Regions from separate parts of the Mus musculus genome. Here region 1 is linked to region 2. The links are chromatin contacts, called in public HiChIP or PLAC-seq maps. All regions are on one chromosome and are shown on one strand. The core of a region is the stretch at or near the end of the contact, and the rest is flanking DNA. Distances in the headings are between cores, read along the strand shown. Region 1 has its middle 21 kb from the start of Nbeal1. Region 2 overlaps Wdr12 (WD repeat domain 12).

Region 1 (4,919 bases), core at 1,905-4,404, 83 kb before region 2:
GTCCATCCTGCTTCATGGTGGCCTCCTCCTGCTCCCATCTTTTTCCTTCTCCTCGTGGTCCCTGAGACTTCCCTACTTGATCTCAAGTTCTTCCTTCCTCTCTCTCCTGCCCAGTCACAGGCTTTAGCGTTTGCTATTCAATCAGGGATTATTCTTCACAGCACACTGGTCAACACAGTGCCCATGTCCAGAGTGCAACCTAATCTTGGGGCACAGAACTCAGCATCTGAATACACAGTGCACAAGACCAACCCCAACAGGATGATACCTTCAGAACTTCACCATAAAGTTTTTGATTGTTTTATTATTGTGATAAAATATAGAACAAACTTTGCTATTTATGGCCAGTTTTTACCATGTCCATTTAAAAAGTTATTTTCTCATTTGGTATGTCTGGGAGTTTTGTCTGTCTGGAAACTTTTGGAGACCAGAAGAATGTACCAGATCTTTGGGAACTAAGTTCCAGACAGTTGTGAGTCATCTCATGGGTGCTGGAAATTGAAGCTGGCTCTCTGAAAAAGCAGCCATAATCCCACCCTATATGTCCATTCAAAAACAATATGTCATTCAGTGGCATTTACTATGTTCACAACTATCACTACGGTGTATTTCATCAGACAGAAACTTTATGTCTTAGTTATTACTCTATTGCTGTGATGAGACACCATGAGTGAAGCAGCTTACAAAAGAAAACATTTAATTGGGGGCTTGTTTACAGTTTCAGAGTTAGTCCATGATCATTGTGGCAGAAAGCATGATTAAAGGCAGGCATGTCTCTGGAGCAGAAGCTCAGAGTTTACATCCTAGCAGCAGAGGCAGGGGTGGGGTTGGGGGAGCTATGGTGGGGGCTTTTGAAACCTCAAAGCCCACTCCAACTGACACACCTTTTTCAATAAGGCCACACCTCTTTTTTTTTTTTTTTTTTTTAAAGATTTATTTACTTATTATATGTAAGTACACTGTAGCTGTCTTCAGACACTCCAGAAGAGGGCGTCAGATCTTGTTACAGATGGTTATGAGCCACCATGTGGTTGCTGGGATTTGAACTCCTGACCTTCGGGAGAGCAGTCGGGTGCTCTTACCCACTGAGCCATCTCACCAGCCCCCAAGGCCACACCTCTTAATCCTTCCTAAATAGTCCATCAACTGGGAACCAAATATACAAACATGTGAGCCTATGGAGGCTATTCTCATTCAAATCATTACACTTGATAACCACTTGAGTAATAATTCATTTTTCTCTCCCCAAGCCCTGCCCTGCCTACTGCCCATTTCTTTAAAGTTTTGTTTTTCTTTTTCTTGTTTGATTTGTTTTGTTTGTTTTCAAGGCAGGGTTTCTCTGTGTAGGCTTGGCTAGCCTGGACTCACTCTGTAGACCAGGCTGGCCTTGAACTCACAGAGATCTGCCAGTCACTGCCTCCCAAGCGCTGGGATTAAAGGCATGTGCCACTACTGCCTGACTCTATGAAGTTTCTTATGCTACACATTTTGTGGAATAATATTTGCCATTTTGTACCTAGCTCATTCAGCGTAATTTTCAAGGTTCATTCATGTTATTGTATGTCTTAGTAATTCCCTCTCCTTAAAAAAAAAGATTTATTTTTTATGTATGAGTACACTGTAGCTGTGAGCCTTCATATGGTTGTTGGGAATTGAATTTAGGACCTCCGTTCACTCCAGTCAACCCCACTCCCTCTGGTCAACCCTGCTCACTCTGGCCCAAAGATTTATTTATTGTTATAATTAAGTACATTGTAGCTATCTTCAGATGCACCAGAAGAGGGCATCAGATCCCATTACAGGTGGTTGTGAGCCAACATGTGGTTGCTGGGATTTGAACTCAGGACTTTACCCGGTGAGCCATCTTGCCAGCCCCATAATTCCTTCTTCTGTCTGTGTAAAATATTCCATGTTAAGTACATGCCATATCGTGTTTATCCATTCATCAGTTGATGAATACTTGGGCTATGTCCCCTCCTTAGCTATTGTGAATAATGCTGTGATTAGAGATGCCATGCAGGCATCCATGTGAGTCCATTTGCCTTACAACAAAGAATGGAATTGCTGGATTATATGCCAATGTTTTACTTCTCTGGCACAGGCAAATGGGAGTTATTTTCCAAACTAACCACAGAAGGAAAAGTTACTAGTCATTTGAGTTACATTAAGATTAAGAGGGTTTTTTTGCATTTAATTCCAGCACTAAGGCAGGAGAGTCAGGCAGATCTCTGTGAGTTCAAAGGTAGTCTGGTCATACTGAGCTCCAGGCCAGTGAAGTCTATATAGATAGTATGACCTTGTCCCAAAATAATGAAACAAGGCTTGGTGGCAGTGGTGCAGGCCTTGAATCCCAGCACTTAGGGAGGCAAAGGATAACAGATGTCTGAATTTGAGAGGACAGGCTGGTCTACAGAGTGAGTTCCAGGACAGCCAGGACTACACAGTGAAACCCTCTGTTGAAAAACCAAAACCAAAGAAACAAAAACAAAGATTAAGAGGGGCAAAGGATATACCCCAGTGGTAAAAGTGTGTGTTGAGCACAAACAAGGCCCTGGGTTCAGTCTCTAGCAAATAATAATAAAAACTGTTCATGGATAGTTGTGTAAAACTATGGGCTTTTCTATGCCTACTGAATAATGACAAGGAGATCTTTACATTTATTAAAAGCTTTAGGTAGATACTCATATATTCTAACCAGACTATGCTGACCTGGCCTACCTTCCCAGCCACATGGCCCATTACCTGTCATCTTAGTCTTGCCCTGGGTCATCCTTCTTCATCTATGTCCCTACCCTATGTCGACTTCCCTGTTCCCCTTCCCGAGACCCTCTCTCACTTTCCCTGGGCCAGAAGTCTTTTCCTCTCCTGCCCAGCTATCGGCTGTTCAGCTATTTCTTTAACCAATCAGAAGGTTATGGAGAACCATGGTTTACAAAACACCGAGTGAGGATATGCTTCATAATAATGACTGCAACCAGATCTTTGGGTGCAGAAATCAGCATCTGGATACACAATACACAAAAACATCCCCCAAAAGTTGCCCTCCAAATTCTAGGTAAATAAAGTTAGCCAGCAGCAGCCTGTGATTCTGTACAATGAAGCTAATTCAAACCACAGCAGTAGGAAACCGTCCATCCTTCCTGTGGTCTGACAGTGTTTCACTGAAACCCTCAAGATTCCAGGAAGACATATATTGCCCACTTTCTCTTGATACTGTTGATTCTATATAGGCACATAAAATCATTCATGACATGAAAGTAGAGGGAATGGGTGAGAAAAGAAAGATACTGGTGGGGGGATGGGGAGAAAAGGGTATTGGGTTGCACTATAATAATTCTTTTCCTGCTAAGTTGAAGATGGCGTGATCCCCAACATGCAATTCTATTTCAGGCCTGGTTTGCTTCTGCCCTCTGCTGGGTGCTGGGATGGTTACTCTTGGTTGTCAACTTTATTACATCTGGAACCAATTAAAAAAACCAAAACCAAAACCAAAACAAACCCCAAGCAGCTGAGCAGACCTCAGAGGGATTTTTTTGACTGTATCATTTAAGGATGAAAGATCTGCCCTAACTCTGGATCATTTGGGGTGGGAAGACTCGCCCTAAATCTGGACCACACCTTCTAGTGGCTGCCCACGTGAAATGACATGAAAGAAAGCTTCTGCATTTTGCCTACTTGCCTTCTCTTTAAGGAAAGTTCATCTATTTTGTAGCTTATGAATTCCTCTACTGATAGTAGATGTTAGAATGCACTTCTTCAGGATTCCAGTGCACACTGAAGACTAACAGCTTTCTAGGACTTCTCTGCGTCTCTAGCATGAGATTGGGACTGCTGACCCATCACTACTACTGGAATCTTGCCTTGAGATAGCCATCGTGGGGTTATTTGAACCATTCTAATAAATGTGTGTGTGTGGATGTGTGTGTACATGCACATTCAATTGTTTGTTCCTTTAGAGAAGCTTTACTGATACACTGCTGAGTAACCTTAGAGCTTGGTAAGTGAAAAGGGAGGGCAACCTCAGAAGCTTCAGCAAGTGAAGCTGCCACTCTCTGAAAGGAACAAACTGACTTGATAAGTTGGACTTGTTTGGATTGTTTTGTATGTTAGCACCACCACCCCAATCAAGTGGCAAGAGTCTTGTCTTGTCTTGTCTTGTCTTGTCTTGTCTTGTCTTTTCTTTTCTTTTCTTTTCTTTTCTTTTCTTTTCTTTCCTTTCCTTTCCTTTCCTTTCCTTTCCTTTCCTTTCCTTTCCTTTCCTTTCCTTTCCTTTCCTTTCCTTTCCCTTTCTTTCTTTCTTTCTTTCTTTCTTTCTTTCTTTCTTTCTTTCTTTCTTTCTTTCTTTTTTAATGTCTTCTTGGAAAACTCATACATGGAAACCATTATGTACTTACTACTTTTATAAAACAAAGTCTGCTAGTACTGTTTAGAAAACAAGATCGGATTTGTCACATGCAAGGTAATGAGCGTGTAAACTGGTATGATATGTTTGCAGAGTGGAATGGGAAACCTAAGTGTCAGGTCCAGGAGGGCAGTGCTGGTGACAAGCCAAAGGTTTAAAGCAGATCTCTTAAAGTGCTTTCTGTTCAATAGAAAGTTTCCCTAATCCTCCAGGAACCTTCCTTAACCAGCTCATAAGGGTCAACTACCTTAGGCAAGAGCACTAGTTCCCAAGTCAATCTGGACAGCCCAAATCCAGTCAGAGCCCCACCCTGCTAACTGTCATAAAATCTACTTGCTTTGCCACTATTCTGCTCTTTCTGCCCAGCCCCCAACTCTCCACCCACCGGAAATGGCCTTGGCAGTTTGGTCCCAACAAATTATTCTATCTGCTATGGAACAGTCTGGTTCAGTAGTTTCATTTGGGGCTAAGGTTATGTTTTAAATTGTAATTACTGTGTTTAAGAGATCCATAAAAT
Region 2 (4,708 bases), core at 1,419-3,918:
AGAAGGTCTCGACAGGCGTGGTTGTGCAAGCCTTTAATCCGAGCACTAGGGAAGCAGAGGATGACAGATCTCAGAGCATGAAGCCAGCCCAGTCTACAGAGTGAGTTCCAGAACAATGAAGGCTACAAAGAGAAACTGTCTTCAAAAACAAAACAAAACAAAAACTCAGTCATGTTTAATCGTATCTGACTACTGTATATTTATATTTACTTTCTTGTTTCTTTTCTCACAGCTACTTCTGAGTGGAGGAGCAGACAATAAATTGTATTCCTACAGCTATTCCCCTACCACTTCCCATGTGGGGGCTTGAAAATGAATGGCTGAGAAGAGACTTCCTTGTTGGGTCTTGTCTTAATTCTTAGTGTCTCACTGTTATTTCATAAACTGAATCAAATTTGAGAGAGGACTTATAGTACAGCTCAGCTGGTAGAATGCTTGCCTAAAATGTGCACAGCCCTGCATGCTATCTCCAGCACTGCCCAAAGAAAAATGGGCATGGTAGCACATTCCTGTAATCCCAGTCCTAGAGGTTGGAAGCAAGAGCATCAGAAATTCAAGGTCACCCTCTGCTGTATAGTGAGCTTAAAGGCAGCCAGCCATGGTTCCCTGAGTCTCTGTCTCCATAAGAAAGAAATCAATGGATAATCCTCTGATATCATTGTCAATGCAGAGACAGGAAGCAGCCTTTTAAAATTTGGATAACAGTTCATCTTTCATAATAGCAACATTTTACTGTCTTTGTCCTTCGTGCTTATAAAATACAGTAAGTATGTGGTCTGAATTCTGTCTACATTTTACCCTATGTAGACTCCTAAAACTTGAATTTCAGAAAGTATACTTTTTAAAGGGATATAGTACAAATGTAGTAAATTTGTTTTTTTTTGTCTTTTTGTTTTGTTTTAGTTTGACTTTTTAGTTAGCTATTTGAAGAGAAACATCTAGAAAAGACTAATAATGCTATAGGAGCCAGGCATCATAGCACACACTTATAACCCTAGCATTTAAGAAGTAGAAGCAAAAGGCTTGGGACTTGAGTAGGATTGGCTTCATAACTAGTTCAAGTCAGGAGCAGGATGAGACTCGGTCTCAAATAAAGAAAATGAAAACTTATAGGAGGGTCATCAAAATGGCTCAGTGACTAAAGATGCTTGCTGCCAATTCTGATAGCGTGAGTTCAGTTCTCAGGTCTGAACTCCTGCAAGCTGTCCTTTTCCCCACACACATGCACACATACTGTGGCATGCATACAACTAACCTGTAAATAAATTTAAAGAAAAAAGAAGTTTATAAAAGTATGGGGAAAACAGTCATCTAACATTAAAAGCAAATAGTAAAAAACAACAACAACAAAACACCACACACTAAAAGGTAGTGTGTATAAGAAAATAAGACTGTTGAGTGTTCAGAGCATTAAAACAATGTAGATGTTAATTTGTCCATTCATTGAGCAGCAGGGCAGTGATGGTTCACATCTTTAATGCCAGCACCTGGGAAGCAGGTGGATGTCTGTGGGTTCAAGGATAGCCTGGTGAGTTTCAGGACAGCCAGGGATAAACAGAGAGACCCTGACTCAAACGCAATAAAAAAAAAAAATAGTCTTTCCTGACTTAACTGTCTAGGCTGATAATGCAGTACGTAATGAGTAAGATTAAGGTAAAAAGGCTGGGTTGGAGGGGCAGCTCAGCAGTTCAGAGCACTTGCTGCTCCTGCAAAGGACCTGGATTCCATTTCCTGCATCCATTTGGCAGCTCACAGCCGTCTGAAACTCCATTTCCTGGGATTCAGACATTTGGCCTCCTGGGCACCAGACACAAATGGTACGCATACGGCATTCAAGCATTCCGAAGAACAAAGGTGAGGAGGCCCATGTATCAAAGACAAATGGAAGAAAGGGTGTGGCATCTGAAACTGGCCCTTTACCTAGTCTTAATCTCAATCCTGGTTCCATGGCAACCTTATTTCTGTTCAGGCCATTTCAACAGGGAAGCCCGAAAAGCCAGGGGCCAGGTATCATTGACGAGGATTGTATCTAAGCCTCTTAATCTGCCAAACTTTTCTCCTTCGGGCTATTTAAGTGCTTAGAACTTAGTCCCTAACCAGGAAAGTAAGAGGCCAACACAAGACTAAAGGATCTAGCCATCTTTTAACATGCTTTTCTTTTTCTTCAAGCGTTGTCTTCCTCTCCATGGTCCCTTTCCTTCTAGCAGAAACAGGCTTTACAAGTTTGTTTCTGAGGTTCACCTGGACCTGCTCACCTATCGCTGGGATAAATTGGAGTATAGGGATTATTTATGCTGTCTCATAGGAATGGAGTCTGTAATACATCGAGACTGGATCTCCTACCTAACCAATATCTGTTATTAGTGTTTATAATAAAACTCCTCAATTTAAAATTAGGCTTAGGCAGTGGAGGATAACTTAGTGATAGATATCATTAGTTAACATGTTTGAGGCCTTGTGTTAAATAGGTGTGCTCACACACACAAATTTAGGCTGAATATACCTAATTAAGTCAATTAAAGGGAAAAACTGAATTATTCAACTCCAGAATGTTGTTAGGGAAAAGGCACAAAGTGAGAGGCAGACATTAGAAGTTAGCCTCACTGGTGTCCCAGTGCAGAGAAAGGAAGACGAGGTAGTAAAAAGGCTGTAAACAGCGGTGGGAAGGAAGTCAGCTGTCAAGGATCTCATGTTGAGAGGCAGCTGAACCACATTTGGACAGGTGAAAGAGGGGGCAGGTTGTTTCCAACTGAGGGAGAGGCACAGAAAAATCTAAATAGCTTGAATACCGTTAGAACATAAGTGTACATAATACTTCATACACCAGGAAATTTTACTTCCTCTGAAGCCACCTTTAGATTCCTAGAAGCAATAATATTTTATCGTGGAAAATACGAAAAGAAAACCTTGCTTTACCTGGAGAAGACCCAGTGGAAGCAAGGCATTTAAAATTTATATTTTATGTAGAATACAGAAAATACCCTCTTAGAATTCCATTTGGAACTTAACAACTATGCATAGCCATATATCTATGCCTTCCAGGCTCTAGGGAAAGAATGACTGTTTAATATGATGTGTGACCCAGTCCGTGGGTCAGTCAATAGGGTCTGCAAGAGAAAGAGTGGGGACTGAGGAGCAAGGGACTTGAAGAATGGAGACAACACAGGCTATCTGCTCAAGGTTCAAGTCTCCTGTCTCATTTATTGAAAGGCAACTATGGGTAATATATGCACTCACTGGGTAGTGATATGTGCAGCTGGAGACACTTAACCACAGGTCCAGGATGTATAGGAGAAAAACAAGATGTTATCAGAGTGTGTACAGCTGTGGTAGGCTTGCAAAAACATGCTAGGAAAACAAGTCTCTCATCACAGTGGAAAAGTACCACATGTAAGTAAATTGCCCGAGATGGCTGCAGAGATGATAGCAGCTTTCTGCTAAGAGTCGGCTCCCAACAGATGTGCACATAATTATACAATTAACCCTGTGTCTTGGTGTTTGTTTTGGTTTTGTGCTATGATAAGATCCTACAACAAAAGCAACTTATGAAATATTTAATTTGGGACTCAGAATCATTAACTGTACTTCCAGGTGATCTGGTGATCCGATGCATACACATAAACACAGGCAAAACAATCATTTAAAATAAATCTTTAGGGCTGGTGAGATGGCTCAGTGGGTAAGAGCACCCGACTGCTCTTCCGAAGGTCCGAAGTTCAAATCCCAGCAACCACATGGTGGCTCACAACCATCCGTAACGAGATCTGACACCCTCTTCTGGAGTGTCTGAAGACAGCTACAGTGTACTTACATATAATAAATAAATAAATCTTTAAAAAAAAATAAATCTTTAAAGAAGGAAAGATCACAATGGGCATGGTGTCCAAGGCCTTTACTCCAGCACTCAGGAGTCCAAGAAAGGTCTATCTCTGAGCTTGAGGGCCACTCTGGCCTACAGAGTGCCTTCCAGGCCAGCCAGAGCTACATAATGAGACCTTGCCTTAAGGAAAAAATCCTACCACCAGCTTGGATCTCATTTGTGGAGCCCCACATCCCAAGTCATCTTACCTTCTTTTCAGTTGTAAGAACCTATGAGAAAGGATAACATTTTTAATAGTATAAAAGTTTTATGTTCATGGAAAAGTAGCAATTGTATATTCTTAATTCAATCTCATGTAAACATTTTAAAAGTGTTAAATCCTTTATTTTCTAAAAATGAGTTTTGGGGGCTGGAGAGATGGCTCAGCGCTTAAGAGTGTTTGGACTGCTCTTCTGACAGTCCTGAATTCAAATCCCAGCAACCACATGGTGTCTCACAACCATCTGTAATGAGATCTGATACCTTCTTCTGGGGTGTCTGAAAACAGTACGTGTGTGTGTGTGTGTGTGTGTGTGTGTGTGTGTGTGTGTGTGTGTGTAAAGGCGTTTTGGTTGGTTTTGTTTTTGTTTTTTTTAAGCCATGCTGCCTTACTTTTTGGTTGTTTTTTGGTGGTGTTTTTGTTACTGTTTTGTTTGGGGTTTTGGTTTGGCTTGTTTGTTTGTTTTGGTTTTGAGGTGGTTGGGTTTGTTGGTGTTGTTAGTTTGGTTGGTTGGTTGTTTTTTTTTTTTTTTCCCAGACTGTTTCTCTCTGTAGCCCTGGCTGTATAGACCTGGCTGACCTTGAACTCACAGATACCTACCTTCCTCTGCCTCCTCTGCCTCTGCCTCT

What was found. HiChIP or PLAC-seq counts read pairs in DNA pulled down with a chosen protein or histone mark.
Region 1: a CTCF HiChIP or PLAC-seq map of CD8 T cells shows a contact between it and region 2, with 5 read pairs. The contact joins two enhancer-like sites. A contact is called at or near these places in 1 of 15 datasets of contacts at CTCF or cohesin (CD8 T cells), 1 of 115 datasets of contacts at active chromatin or transcription factors (embryonic stem cells) and 2 of 9 other capture datasets (adipose tissue and pancreatic islet).

What each region holds. Positions count from the first base shown.
Region 1 is chr1:60,157,151-60,162,069 of GRCm38.p6, reverse strand. No RefSeq gene overlaps it. Among named protein-coding and RNA genes, the nearest start is that of Nbeal1, 21 kb to the left of the region's middle. Within about 2 kb of position 3,154, at least 52 of the 459 cell types and tissues checked have an H3K27ac peak or open chromatin away from gene starts, as enhancers often do. A contact at or near this core is called in CD8 T cells, where this site is marked.
Region 2 is chr1:60,073,766-60,078,473 of GRCm38.p6, reverse strand. Wdr12 (WD repeat domain 12) reads left to right here. Exons shown (of 13, transcript NM_021312.5): 13 at 233-1,606. The coding sequence ends at 310. Among named protein-coding and RNA genes, the nearest start is that of Wdr12, 22 kb to the left of the region's middle. Within about 2 kb of position 2,668, at least 30 of the 459 cell types and tissues checked have an H3K27ac peak or open chromatin away from gene starts, as enhancers often do. A contact at or near this core is called in CD8 T cells, where this site is marked.